2 separate regions of the Gossypium hirsutum genome follow, and region 1 is linked to region 2. Evidence: chromatin contacts called from public Hi-C data. All regions are on one chromosome and are shown on one strand. The core of a region is the stretch at or near the end of the contact, and the rest is flanking DNA. Distances in the headings are between cores, read along the strand shown. Region 1 holds the start of LOC107897601 (calcium-dependent protein kinase 28). Region 2 has its middle 19 kb from the start of LOC107896140.

Region 1 (7,104 bases), core at 664-3,163, 38 kb before region 2:
ATGCAGCATGACTTCCTAAAGAGGAAGTTTTATGAGTTATCCATGTTAATGTAGTTGAGCATACCTCAGGTTTCATGTCACGATGAACCAAGCCATGTAAATGACATTCGGCAGCAACTTTGAGCATCTGCCGTACAACAAATGCTGCATCTTTTTCACTATAGCGGCTGTCCTTTCTGATAGAAGATGGCAAGCATAAGTTACTACTGGAAGTAACACTATTGAAAACATTAACAGAAAGTATTGACTACCATATTTGGTCCATAAATTCACATTATTTAAGAGTAACAATATCAAAATTTTAGTATCCTTACTTGGCCAATATCCGGTCCAGCAACTCTCCACCCTCACACAACCTAGAATCAGATAGCACCAACATGTAAGATAGTCAAGATATAAAAGGATTAATATGAAATCATATTAGAGGAGAAGGCCAAATATGAACCACTAGGCAAACAAAACTTTTGGGCAAAATTGAACATCAGAAGACAAGAAAAAGAAAATGATACAATTAAAAGAAAACCGGAACTGAATGAACAGCCATAATTGTAGATAAAATATAGAAACTTACTCCATAACAATGTATACATAGGAATCATCCTCAAATGCATTATAAAATTGAACCACATTCCCATGGCCTTTCAGGGCCTCTAATATCTTGACTTCTCGCTTGACATCCTCAACAGCAATTGGAAGAACCATCTGCATGCAACCCAGGGTTTTAAAATAAGAGAAAGAGTAAAAAATAAGTCCCACTATGCTTATACCGAATTAGTGTCAATTCGAACAACAAAATAATGCAGCTTAAAGGTTGCTGCTTCACATGAAGCTTTAATTATGATGTCAATCAAATTGAACTGCTGCAAAATCCTATAATCCAATCTTTCCATACCAAGATCTTAAAACTGTAATAAATAAGATTGCCAAACAGATGCAAAATCATCATAGCTCAACTAGACTATTGCATATCCCTACCAAATTTTGTCCTTACTTAGGCAATGATGCTTCTAGTTAAGACCACCTATCCCCATTACATTAAAAAACAGAGAAGAGAAAGGCTTCCAGCTTCCCATATCCAGACAAATGTGATCAATAATATATATATATATATAACCAATAAGGAATCCAAAATAGAAGTTAAATTTCTCACATCCCCCACCAATATGGAAAATTCAATCCAAATTAACCCTAAAATTCTCATCTTTTAAGTTACCAAACCCTCAAAAAAATCCCATCTTGAATATGACAATCAAAGGAAGTAATATAAAAACATGAAAAGAATACCTTCATTTTCTCAATTTTCTTAACGGCAACGCGATCGCCATTTTCATTGTCTACGGCAACGTAGGTGTATCCAAATTGACCGTGCCCCAACAATTTCCCAGTTGTGTATCGCTTCTCAAAATCCTTACGGTACCCAAAATCTGTACGCTTACCACAAGGCACGTTCCCACCGTGTTTCCTCGAACTAGGCTTGGCTTTGAACTGTTGCTGCTGTTGATGTTTAACAGTTGGCTTATGAGACTCCTTTTTGGCATTGGTCGTTGTTGTGGAGGAGGCGGGTTGCTTTTCTTCGTGGTGGTCGGGGGAGGGGTTGCTGCTTGCGCCAAAGACCTTGGTGGTGGAGAGGCAGATCCCCATGACGATAATAAAGGAAGGAAGAAGAGAGGGTATTCAAACAATGAGCTCTAGAGATGGAATCCCATAAGGAAAAAGAAGAAGGTAAATGAAATGAAAATAAATAGCAAGAAGTGGGAAATGATAAAACTCCCCCAATAGAAAGAGGAAGAAGGGAGACTAGAATCAAATTTAATTAGTTTATTGTATGACCAAAAAAAAAAAATATCAAGTTATGATATCATGAAAACACAAATCCAATCTTTTTCTTTTTACTAAATTAACTCTTTTATCTATTTATATCTTCCACCTAAAATTATTTTATTTTATTACACATTCCAGCTTTCCTTTTTGCTTTAAAAAGATAACAGATTTAATGCTTAAATTCTTGTCTTATTTATGGGCTAATTGGGCAAAAATAGATTTGCCGCTTGCTTTTTATTCACTACCTTCACCTTTCTTTTTTTGGCAATCTCAAAACTTTCACTTTATGATTGCCACTTTGTTGGCCTTCAAAATCAAAACTCATATCTTTTCATCATCTGCTTACTTCTCTAAGTTTTCATCAAAACATCATATATCAAAAATATTTTAATCCACAACTCCATTATTTTTATATATTAACTAATTTGTAAATTTATAATAACCCAAACATACTTTAAAAATGTTAAATTAATTAAATATTAAATTACAAAAAATATTAGTATTTTTTTAAAATAAAAATATAATATGATCAAGCCTAAAATAGTGTTAGGTGAATTGTATACAAATATGGGCGGACTTGAACAAAATATTAGACTCATATTTCAAGTCATGTTGAGTTTGGGCAAACATAAAATATGTTAATAATATTATTAGATTTAGCTCATCTACAATATTGTAATTTTCAAGTTGAATTTAATTTTGGGTTTAAAAGTAAAGGAAAAATACAACTATTTTATTTCAAATTGTATTTTAATATTTATTCAATTTCTAATTAATATGTAAATTAGTTCATATTAAGTATTTAAGGTTGATTTTAGTTACTCTGAAGTGGAAATTGGGCTGAGATGCTCAAAGGGGGTGAATTAAGAGGGAGCTAAGATGCTTTCTAATAATTAAGCTAGTCGGAGAAAGTAAGATAAATGAGATTATTGAGGAACGATATGAGATGAAGCAGATAATGCCCGTATTGGTGCTTAAGATTACTCCACCAATAAGTATTTCTCACCTGCCATAATTTTCCGATTAAATACAACTTGCGGTGTTTTTTTAACATTTTCCTTCTTATTTTCAAGTTTCCCCCTCCTTTGGATATAAAAAATCATCAAAAAGAAAGGTAAAATAAATTATCAAAATAGTCACTTTTATTTATCTCATATTATATTTTAGTCACTGAGTCATTAATTGTCATTAACAGTGTAATAATAAGTTGACGTGACAAGTTAATTATCATTTCAAACAAAAATTTTAAGTTAAATTATACAATTGATCTTTATATTTTTTTATTTTAAACGTTTTAATTTTTTTCATAGAAAGTATATGGCTAGCTCACAGGGATGGTCAAACATGATCCTTTCAAATAAGATGAGAGGTCAACTCGAATCACCTCTCAAGCCACATGTTTCTTGGTGACTAACCAACTGATATTGAGCGAAGAGGTGTTCTTCAAGTACCTTGTCATATTGCCAAATGTCCAAAACAAAAGAAGTATAATAATTATTAATTTTGGATTACAACTCACTTTTCAATCAAAAATTAAAAAAAATTAATTTATTTTTTAAAATAAAAATAAATAAATAAATTTGTTGGTGTGTAAAAATATAAGTTATAGTCAAAACTCTCCATATTTTGATTGTATCATTCATATAATTATGGTGGTTGTCATCATCATATATTTATATCCATTTTAAGTATAACAATATATGATAGTAATTACAGTTTTACTGGTATTTCAATAAAAAAATTACCACTAAAAGATATATAGATTAACATTCAATATTCAAATTCTGGCAAACATTTAAAAAAGTCTTCTATTTTCGTTTAATTAATATCTAAAAGATCTGATTCGGGATTTCTTTTTCGAATATTTTAATTACTAAAATAGTTAATAATATTTCTTTTTTCTGGACCAATAAAAATAAAAATATATTATCTCATTAAATCAAAAATGACATATATTTTGGTAGAGCGCCTCTTCTATACTACAGGATATATAACATATGTTGCAATGTCGAAGTTATCCGCTGTGGCACAATGGTTAAAAATTCTATTGAGAAATTTCCGGGTTCGAATCCCGGCAGCAGAAATGAAAATTTTTGCATGATATTTGTCAGCTTAATTTATGATTGATTTGGTTTTTGAAGTTTTCTAAAACATATAAAATTATAAATATTAAAAATTCTATTGCAAATTATGGATTTAGAATATAGATATGTGTTTAAAATTAATATTTAATAAATAATAAAATTAATTAATTATAATAACATGAAATACGTATGATATATAAATGATGAATGATATATTGTGCATTTTAAAATAAAGATGTATGTTTAGAAATAATATTCAATAAATAATTAATCATGATAACATGAAATATGTATTAGATTGAGATAATAAATTATGTATATTAAAATAAATATGTATAAAATTATTTAAATAAAACTCAGATTGAGTGATAAATTAGCATGACTTTATCTAAAAAGTTAAATATTTTCATTTAATTAATAGCTAAAAGGATAAGTTCCATTATCACTTTCAATCAAATTTTAATATTTTAATTACTAAAGTAGTTAATAATAATGTTTTTTGGACGAATGAAAAAATAATATTTCTTTTAGTTTGTTATATGGAATAAAAATATTTTATCTCATGAATAAAAAATAACATATATTTTGATGGCTGGCCTTTTGTCTAACACAGGATATATAATTTACGTTGCAATTTGTAAACGAAGAATCCGCTGTAGCACGATGGTTAAAATTCTAGTTGTTGAATTTCCGGGTTCGAACCCCGGCAGCGGAAATATTCTTTTATTTCCGCTTATTATGTATTATTTTTCAGTTTAACTTATGATTTGGTTTTTGACTATTTCTAAAGCATATAAATTTTCTTTTATAAAAAAAATATAAATATTAAAAATTCTATCACTCATGGAAACATGGACAAAGTTAGAAAAAATTTTTAGGGGGTTAAAATTAAATTGTAATTTTTACGACAGTAAAAATATAATTTTACCATTTTAATAACCTATATCTTTATAAATTTTAAATGGGTAAATCAAATTTTCATCATTTTTAGGAGGGCCTAAGTATAATTTTACCTTTATTAATTTCAAATTTTCAAATTTTCAAAGGGCCTAAATGGAAAATTTTCCATTTGAGGTGGGTCGGGGCCCCTACCAACCCCCTAGTTTCGCCCCTGCGTGGAAATCACAAATTTAAAATATAAATATGTGTTTAAAAATAAAATTCAATAAATAATGAAACTAATTAATCATAATAACATGAAATATGTACGATATACAACTGATGAAGGATATATTGTATATTTTGGAATAAAAATATATATAAAAAATTAAAATAATACTTTAGTTGAGTGGTAACTTAATGTAACACTCCTAATTCTTAACCGTCGCTGGAACATAGTTATGGAGTATTACCGGACTTAACAAATCAAATACAAATATTTCAAATCATTTATTCAACCAATTCAAAACACAATTAAACACGTTCAAAACATGTCAAAATAGATATCCTAGGTGCCTAACCTGCGTACCCTCATAAGTACCACAATTTTATTATCAAAATATATTAATAAGACCTCATTCAAATCAAATTTATAAACATGCCAATTTTAACTTAAATTACCTATATTTTACCCATTTGGACATCAATTTTAACATGACATATTATGATCTCAAACATAAACATATATATATAACCAACCCAAAATTAACTTATAATCATATTTACAATCAATCCACAAAATAGTTAGCATTTAAACGCCCTATGTACATGCCGACACAAAAAGAAATATACATCACCACGTTTGAGATCAGGATCGTTGATGGATGCTGAATCAACAATCAACTCTTAAGTACCAAACCTGTGCACGGAAAACAAACCGTATACTGAGTATAAACTCAGTGGTATTTCTATAATCCGAATGCTTAAAGGTAAAATAATGTAACATACAATAACTATAGTCATACAATTATTCAATTCATAAATAAGGTACTTATAACACATTCAATTTTTATCATTTATTATTCTAGATAGCTTTTGTAACACCCCTCACCTGTATCCAACATCGGGATAGGATTCGAGGCGTTACCAGACTTAAACATTCACAACATGCAAAATCGGGCCACAAAATTTCACCAAAAATTAAAACATCTCGAACACATGCGTATCGTCCCTTATATAGGTCTTCAAAACCTATAACATAAATTGGGGTGGTTCGAGACTAAACCAAGAACTTTGAAAATCTTTGGGCAACTTAACTAATTTTCTTGCTTCGAAGAGTCACACGCCCGTATGGATTGGGCCGTGTGGTCAATTTCAAGGCTATTTTCCAAGCCAATTGTCACCTTTAATTACCTACATACACTTATACATTTTCATAGCAATTGACATGGCATATTTGAGTAATTATATATTCACAATCAAGACACAAGCATGACATTCTTACAACAACACATAACATATTACCAACCATGTATGGCAAACAAGCATATGCACATCACCAATATCAGACATAACATGAATAGCTAGATTTATAAGTCAGAATCATTAGCTAACTAAAGACCAAAATATTTGGCCAAATTATAATAACACATGTTATAAAACTAGGTCCCTATACATGTCACTCACTTGATAATTTTAGTATATGTGTTTATACTGTCAAGGTGTTGGCTTGATAATGTGATGCTGCCTCCGACGATCTCCAACCCCGAGTTAACCTGACAACACTAAAAGAAATGGAAAGGAGGGGGTAAGCTTTACGCTTAGTAAGCTCGCATGAAAATAATAAGCAATTTACTAACATGCTTTCCATAGTAAAACTATCTCAATTGTACATTTACACATGTTCTGGTTAAGCTGTTTTCTTGAGTCACAGTCACTAAATCATTTATATCTGAAGATACGAAACTCCAAATTAAGATCCATAAATTTTCCAAGAAACTAGACTCATATATATTTCCACCATAAAATTTTCAGAATTTTTGGTCCAGCAAATAAGTACAGTTTATTATTTAAATTCTCCCATGTTTTGCTATTTGACAGCTTCGACCACTCTTCACTAAAATTTAATTATCTTTTTCTACCAAATTCAAATGAGGTTCTAGTTTCTTTATTATGAAAATAAATTCAATAATTAATCCAATAAAATAAATTATGTTCCTTACCTATTTTTGTACAATTTTTAATGATTTTTACAATTCAGAACAGGGGATCACGAAATCAGTCAGAACCAGTCTTAAAAAAATATAATTATCTCAAAATA
Region 2 (7,420 bases), core at 485-2,984:
CTTATCTCGAGATATCAGAGTATCACATCCCGTAAGTTAGGACACAATACCATAAATTCCCGAGCACGAGGTCGTCTTTTAATTTAAATGAGAATTTCATGTGTTTTAAAACTCGAAAAGGATATTTAGCTATTTAGAAACAACGAGAAAATCGAAACCCCATAAGTTAGGGCACAATTCCTCGATATTTCAAAATGCATAAAATTGCCTTATTTGAAAAATTTCGTTTTTAAATAGTAGCGAATATAATATTTAAGCAACATGCGTTATTTATTTAGGTTAAAATCAAACGATTTGTTGGATAAATGTATTGGGGTCTAATTTGTGGCAATGATATGAAATGAAGTATAGTGCGACATAGAACAATGATTCACGCATAAAATATTCCACAAGCGCAAGGCAATGATATGAACACGAGTAAGCAGATTAACGTACATGCAATAGCAATAATTTCACAACATATATTATTTAACATTAAGCTTAATAAACATAGAAATGAAGCATAGTATAAAACAACTTAGATCAAATAATAAGATAATCTTAAATATAAATCTCATATGTAAAGGGTATAAAATAAATACTTACGAAAGCAATTTGAAGTGAATGATAAAGAATAATTTAAAATCATTAATGAAAAGTCTAAAATAAATGATACGTAAAAAGAAATTTACAACAAATAATATACATAGTATAAAAAAAAACTTCACATAAATATATATATATAAATGTATAAAGAGTTTAAAATAAAACATTTGAAAATTTGAAAATAAATGATCCATACAAAAGAAAGTTCAAGAATAAACATTCTATAAATTTAACATAATAAGCAATTCAAAAATAATATATAAAAAAGGGTTTAAAATAAATAAAAAAAACAATGTGAAATAATTAATATATATAAAATAATTCAAAATGACATGTATTGGAAACATTTTAAAATGAACATTATATAAAAAATTTAAATTGAATAATATGTAAAATAGTAAAAAAAATATTTAAAATAAACAATGTAGAACAGTTTAAAATAACTAATAAAGAGGGTTTAAAATAAATAATATATATAATAGTTTAACTACATAATGTATATAAATTTAAAATAAATAATATGTAAAAGTTTAGAATAAATAATGTATATAAAAAAATCATAAAATAAATAATATACAAGATAATTTAAAGTAATATATAATAGAACCGTTTAAAGTAGCTAATTAAGAAAATATACTTGTAACCTAAAATAATATACAATAACAATTTGAAAAGAATACCATAAATCAATTTTAAATAAATGGTTCCTAAAATAATTTTAAGAGAACTAATATATATATATATATAGAAAAAAGATCTAAAATAATATATATATAATTGTTTGACAGAATACATGTTTTTCTAAAGAATAAATAAGCAAAATATGCCAAATAGTTTGACATTAGAAGGTTTATGATCAAACTAAAAATAAAATAAAATTAAAGGGACAAATTTAAAAGAGAGAGGACCCAAATGGAACGTATGCAAAGAAAGAGGGACTTATTAGGAGAATATCCCCGCCCTTATGTGCTTTATATCATGCAGGACCAAAATGTGACTAGCGTAAAATCTATGGGGCCAAATTAAAGCGCAAAATTAAGAACCAAAGGGGGATATTGAAAACGGGTAGCAAAACTGAAGGACCCATAGTGCAAATGACCCACTTTAACCTTGAAAACAATGCTGTCGTTTCATGCTTGTATTAAAACCCCAAATTTTTTAGATTCATTTTCAGCTTCTTCTTTAAAAAAAAAAACAGAGAGCTTCTTGGCTCTCTCTCCCTCCTCTCTTTTTTTCCCCTTTGCAGCTAGGGTTTCGAGACCCATCCTCGCTGCCGTCGCCCTTGCTCCACCACGGACGGTGGTAAAAACCGTATAGGATGGGCTTTTTCAGCCCCGTTTCGAAGCGACTCGAGAGCCACTTCCTTTTTAGCCCAAAAACGAAGGAGAAGAAGATCCTTTTTGTTCCCTTTTTTGAAGTCGACGCCGTGAATGGAGATGAGGCTCCGACAGTGCGACTCCGGGGCGATCCAGGTGAGTGTTTTCTTCTTATTGTTATTTAAAACAGATTTTGCAAACAAAAAAATAAAAAAAATAATGAAGAAGCAAGAAATCGAAAAAAGAGAAGGAAAAAAAAAGGAAATCAAATCAACCTTTACTTTTTTGCTTCTATTCTGCTTTTGCGATTGTTTAATGTCTGTAAAAAATACAAAAAAGATCGAGAATGGCTTTTATAGACGAGTACACACTCGTTCTATTTCTATTTTCTGTTTGTTTCTTCCTTGTTTTTTTGCTTTTAGTTTCCTGCTTCTTTTTTGTTTTTTCCTTCTTTGTTTTTTCTTGTGTTTTGCGTGCTTTGATCTGTTTGCAGGTGGTGTCAGACGCGCGTGCCGCGGTGGTGGCGTGAGGTGGCCAATGGTGAAGAGGCTGGTGCCGTGCGAGGTGGCCAATGGTAAAGAGGCTGGTGGCTGAAGGGACGGCGGCTGCAACTTGGGGCTAGGGGTTTTTTTATTTGCTGAAAATGTTTAAGATAGTTTGGGCTTTAGGGTTTTGATAATTTAGGCTGATAGGGTTTTGGTTTAGGCTTGTTGGGTTTAGTAATTGGGTTATTTGATGTGTAATGGGTCTGATTACACATGTTGTAAATGGACTTGAAATTTGGACTTTTATTTAATTATTTGGGTTTTGTTTGTTTTATCATTCTAGGGCCAAAATTGACTATTACAATATGCATATTTTTATTTTTATTGGTTTTTGTTAATAAAAAGATTAAAATACAATCAATTAATATTTTAATTATGGAAGGATATTTCCGAAACCGAGTTGGTGCCTGGTTGACTCGTGTCACTAACTCAATTAGAAACTTAAATAATAGTATAGATATACAACTTATTGAGATAATAAATTGTGCATATTAAAATTAAAATGTATAAAATATATTAGAATGAACCTTTGGTTAAGAGGTAAATTTAAAATTTTACTAATTCAAATAGGTGAAAATTCAAATTTTACTATATGCATATTTTTATTTTTTATTTCTTGGTTCTTGTTAACATAAAAATACTAAAGTTGTTGGAAAAAAAACTGGTTCGAAAACAGTTTTCTTGTATAGAAAAAAATAAAAATTTAAAAATCGAGTCGATTTATGATATTTATAGTAATAATTTTTTTTCTCAAAATCACACATATGTTTTGGGCAAGACGAGTCCTTGTTGTTCTTGGCTTTCAATCGAACGGTCTTCCCGCTATTCTCGTACCACGAATTGTTTCGAGTGTGGGATTAAATACTTCGAATCAAACATAGAACCAAAAAACATTTTCTTTATTTTAAGTGGGAAAGTAAAATTTTCCCTCTTGTTGAAATTAGTAGAATTGTTATTCTTGGAAAATAGAATTTATACTCAGAAATAAATTCTCACTATTTTTGGGCAGAATGACATTATCTCAAAATTGTATATAACTTGTTGTATATTTAGCCCTACTAGTGTCATCTATTTATAGGGAGAGAAAGTGAAACCCTAATTGACTTAGTAGAATGCATTTAATACATATTTAATAGAAAAATAATCCCTTAGTTGAACTAGGAAAAATGTGAGGCTAATAGGATGTGCCTTCCCTCATATGTATTACGATGGGGATTCGGATTTCTCTTATATTAAGTCTAATTATATGTACTTCCTAGACTTTTAACCCAACACTTTATAATTTACACCAATCCAGTACATGTTTTTATATTTCTCAAAATAGATATTATTTGTTAAATTAATTTAAATAAATAAATTTTCTAATTAAATAATTTTCTCAACCCATTTCTAATTCCTTTAAAATCATGACAACTTTATCGTAAAAGAATCTATGAAAAAATATATTTAATTTCTGTATTCAACATATTCACAATGATCAATTAATTTAATTCCATTTTCAAACTTCAATTAATTAATTAATTGATAATTTGAAAAACCATAAATTAATTCTCAAGTCATTTCAAACTTGAGAAAACCACATTCATTTCCATAAGTTACCAATTTCTCTAATTTTATCATTTCTATTTATTTATGTTCATTTGATTCAACATCCAAAGATTACAACTTTTCGCCTATTAATTATAAACTCATTTAGTTACAAAGTCATTCCACTATAGTATAATAACTGAGTTTTCCCTAATGACATATCATTACGAAAACTACTCGATCAGTGCTCGTCCAATGACTTTGTCATAAGCGTGTTACCCGCATATAATATCTTTAATCTATTTGGGATAAATCTGTTCTCCCAATATGAGCCTATTTTATCTAATAGTAACTATTACATCTTTTTTCATGAAAATTCAACTATTATTAAATAGTAATTAAGTCATTTATCACAAATATAAACAACTTATGACCACGTTTACTTTTCTTTTATCATGTAATGCCAATGAGAGGATATCATTTACCTATATCTTAGGCTATGAATTCCACTGTTGCGAATGATGCTACATACTGCAAAAGTAGTATACCCAACATACTAGCTTTCAGTTCCTTATCTATTCGAGCTCAGGTTTTTACTTACATTAAAGTATACGAGTTAAGCATACATTGTCTATCATCCACTCGAGATTAAGGTATAACACACTATGAACGTCACAAGTGAATAAATTCATAAACAGATTCAGGATTTATTCTGCTTGAGTCCAGTTTAATGTACTTTTAGTATAGTCAGTCACATCAATGCCTTTATCTTCTAGGAGTCATCAGCTCTAATACCCAAGACAAAATATTTCCCTAATTGGACTTGACAAACGATATATTAATCTTTCAATCGGTTTGCTCATTTCCGATTAGACTAGAACATGTTTAGGTTCGTGTATTGATATAAGTTGTCTTTCCGTATTATGATTGGACCACGTAATACTGTTTATTATTAGTTAAACATTAGACAACCAGTGAGCTAATATTGGCTTCCATTTTGATTTACATACAAAAACCATATGAGGACATTATACAAAAGATATAAATGTAATTAATGAATAATTTTATTAACAAATTTGTTCGAAAAATTACAAGTGTAAAAACGAATATACTACATTAAGGATACCGAATCTAACAAAAGTATCATCAAATAAGATAACTTATTTTAATTACATAAGAACATTTCCATAATTTCACTTACTAAATTAGTGCTAGGTTAAATCATAACACTAACTCAATCATGGGCTTAAATAATAATATAGATAACAATATAAAAAAATTATGAAAATTTATAATCTATAAAAAATATATAAAATTTTAAAAATAAAAAAAAATTAAATATATATATAAACTCTAACATATATATAATTAACCAGCAACATGGAGGGGTTTTCATGTTTTAACTCAGCGGTGGGAGGATAAGTTGAATGACGTGATTAAAAGGTGCAAGGAAATAAATGATATGGTTAATACGGGAAGTTGAGAACCCAACAATACTTTTGGAAGTTATAGATTACTTCACGGAGAAACAAAAGGAGATGTGTTGTCATCATAAAGTGGTTACTTTAAAATACGGAACTACCTTAAAAAGAAGATAATAAGCAAGCAATTATCTGTTAAAACATATATGTATCTTAATTTTATTTTATTTGAGCCTGTCACTTTTTTTTTTAATTTCATATCCTCAACCAACACCATTATTATTTTTAAATCTTATAATTAGATGATACCGTCAATATATTAAGCGACACTCAATTTTAATATAAAAAACATTTTATTTTTGTAAATAATTTAGATCAATACATTTTTTGTTATTAAATTTTTATAAAAAAACTTAATAAGCTCTTCAAAGTAAGAGAGGATTTAAACTAAAGTACGAAGCTAAAAAAATAGATTTAGGCAAAAGAAATAGTGCCATTTAAAATATGGGATGTACTTGAGTTCCAACATTCAAGAGTCAAGTTTGACCCGACTCATTTTCTACTCATATAAAATAAAATTATGTATACACAATGCTATAATATAAACATTAAGAGCTATGTGAAGTTTCTTATGTTTAAAATTAACAAAGAAAAAATATTAAATTAATAAATAATACAAATTTTTTAAAAAAAATTTAAAAATAATATGGGTGAGCTTAAAACATACTTGTGTTAGCCATTTAAAAACATGTGCTTGGGAAAAATTTGAAGTCCATATTTCGAGTTGAGTCAAGCTTATACTTACACTAATATCATACATAGACTCGATTTAAACTCAATCAACCTTATCCACAAAAACCTTTATTTTTAATGCATTTAATTATATTTTTATTTAAACTATAATATAAAAATTAAAAAATATTGAATATAAAAATTAAATAAAAAATTTATAAAAATTTTGAATCAACCTTTGTATCTATATTAAATTATAATTATTATTTTAAATTAATTATCACTTAATTAAAAAACTAAGATGGAGCATTGTTTAAGCATCAGTATCTAACATTTAGGAAATTTCATTCTACCTCAAAAAAAAAAAAAATCCAAGTAGAAAAAACAAAACAAAAATCAGCTTATAATTTTATTAGATAGGTTTTACTTTCCACCCAATAAGAAGTTTGATTTTTGTTATTATTTTATATATTACTTTACCCAAATAAATTTTTATTATTATTCAATAACTACTTTAATTACTATTTGAATTCTTTTACTATTAGAATATTTTATATATTTTAATTATCTAGCTACTGACATAAATAACATAAAATAAAAAACAATATTAATTTCATTTAATAATAATAAAAGTTAACTGTATGTTCACGTGTAACACATGTGATTTGAACAGATATTGTATAGTGGTATTCATGTTAAAAGAGTAAAGGAAGAAGCAAGAGTTGATCCAAGTCCCCGGTTGTAAGTACTTCAATAATTTTTCTTTACTTTTAAGTACAAAATGTGTGTGAAATGTAGTTATGTTCATCTTATATATGAAATTCATTAAAGAGTAGTAATGAATGTAGTTGAAACTTTACTTTGTGAAGACTTGAATGAATATTTTGAAGAAAAAAAAAGCAAAAAGGATTAAATCGTGAAGTATGTCAAAAATTTGATATGTGAAAGAATATATGTGGTGAAGTAGAATAAAAAATAAGATGTTTATGAGAATAAAAGAAAAATGGAAATTGTAGTGAAGTTGCAAGTATATTGAATTATTTGTTGACAAGGATTAAATTGTAAAAAATATAAATTTTGAATCATTTCATTCATTTTGAGCGAAAGAAGTGAAAGACGGTAATTAAAGCCCATGTAAACAAATGAGAACTAATGGAATATGATTAGCACTTCGATGCTTCTATTATTAGCGCACTTTGGTGCGATTGAAAAGTGGCACTTCAGTGCATTACTGTTAATGTTCTAACATACCCTATAAATTTTTTTAAGTCTACAAATGATTTGATATGTGATT

What was found. Hi-C and Micro-C count contacts between places; a contact is called where the count stands out from the background.
Region 1: a Hi-C map of leaf shows a contact between it and region 2, with 2.5 times the contacts expected there. The contact joins the promoter of LOC107897601 here to the enhancer-like site in region 2. A contact is called at or near these places in 9 of 34 Hi-C or Micro-C datasets (callus, fibers, hypocotyl and 2 more).

Annotation. Positions count from the first base shown.
Region 1 is chrA10:20,214,867-20,221,970 of Gossypium_hirsutum_v2.1, reverse strand. LOC107897601 (calcium-dependent protein kinase 28) reads right to left here and starts at 1,913. Exons shown (of 12, transcript XM_016823099.2): 1 at 1,285-1,913; 2 at 572-702; 3 at 315-356; 4 at 65-176. The coding sequence starts at 1,641.
Region 2 is chrA10:20,176,800-20,184,219 of Gossypium_hirsutum_v2.1, reverse strand. No RefSeq gene overlaps it. Among protein-coding and RNA genes, the nearest start is that of LOC107896140, 19 kb to the right of the region's middle. Within about 2 kb of position 1,734, at least 8 of the 9 cell types and tissues checked have an H3K27ac peak or open chromatin away from gene starts, as enhancers often do. A contact at or near this core is called in fibers and leaf, where this site is marked.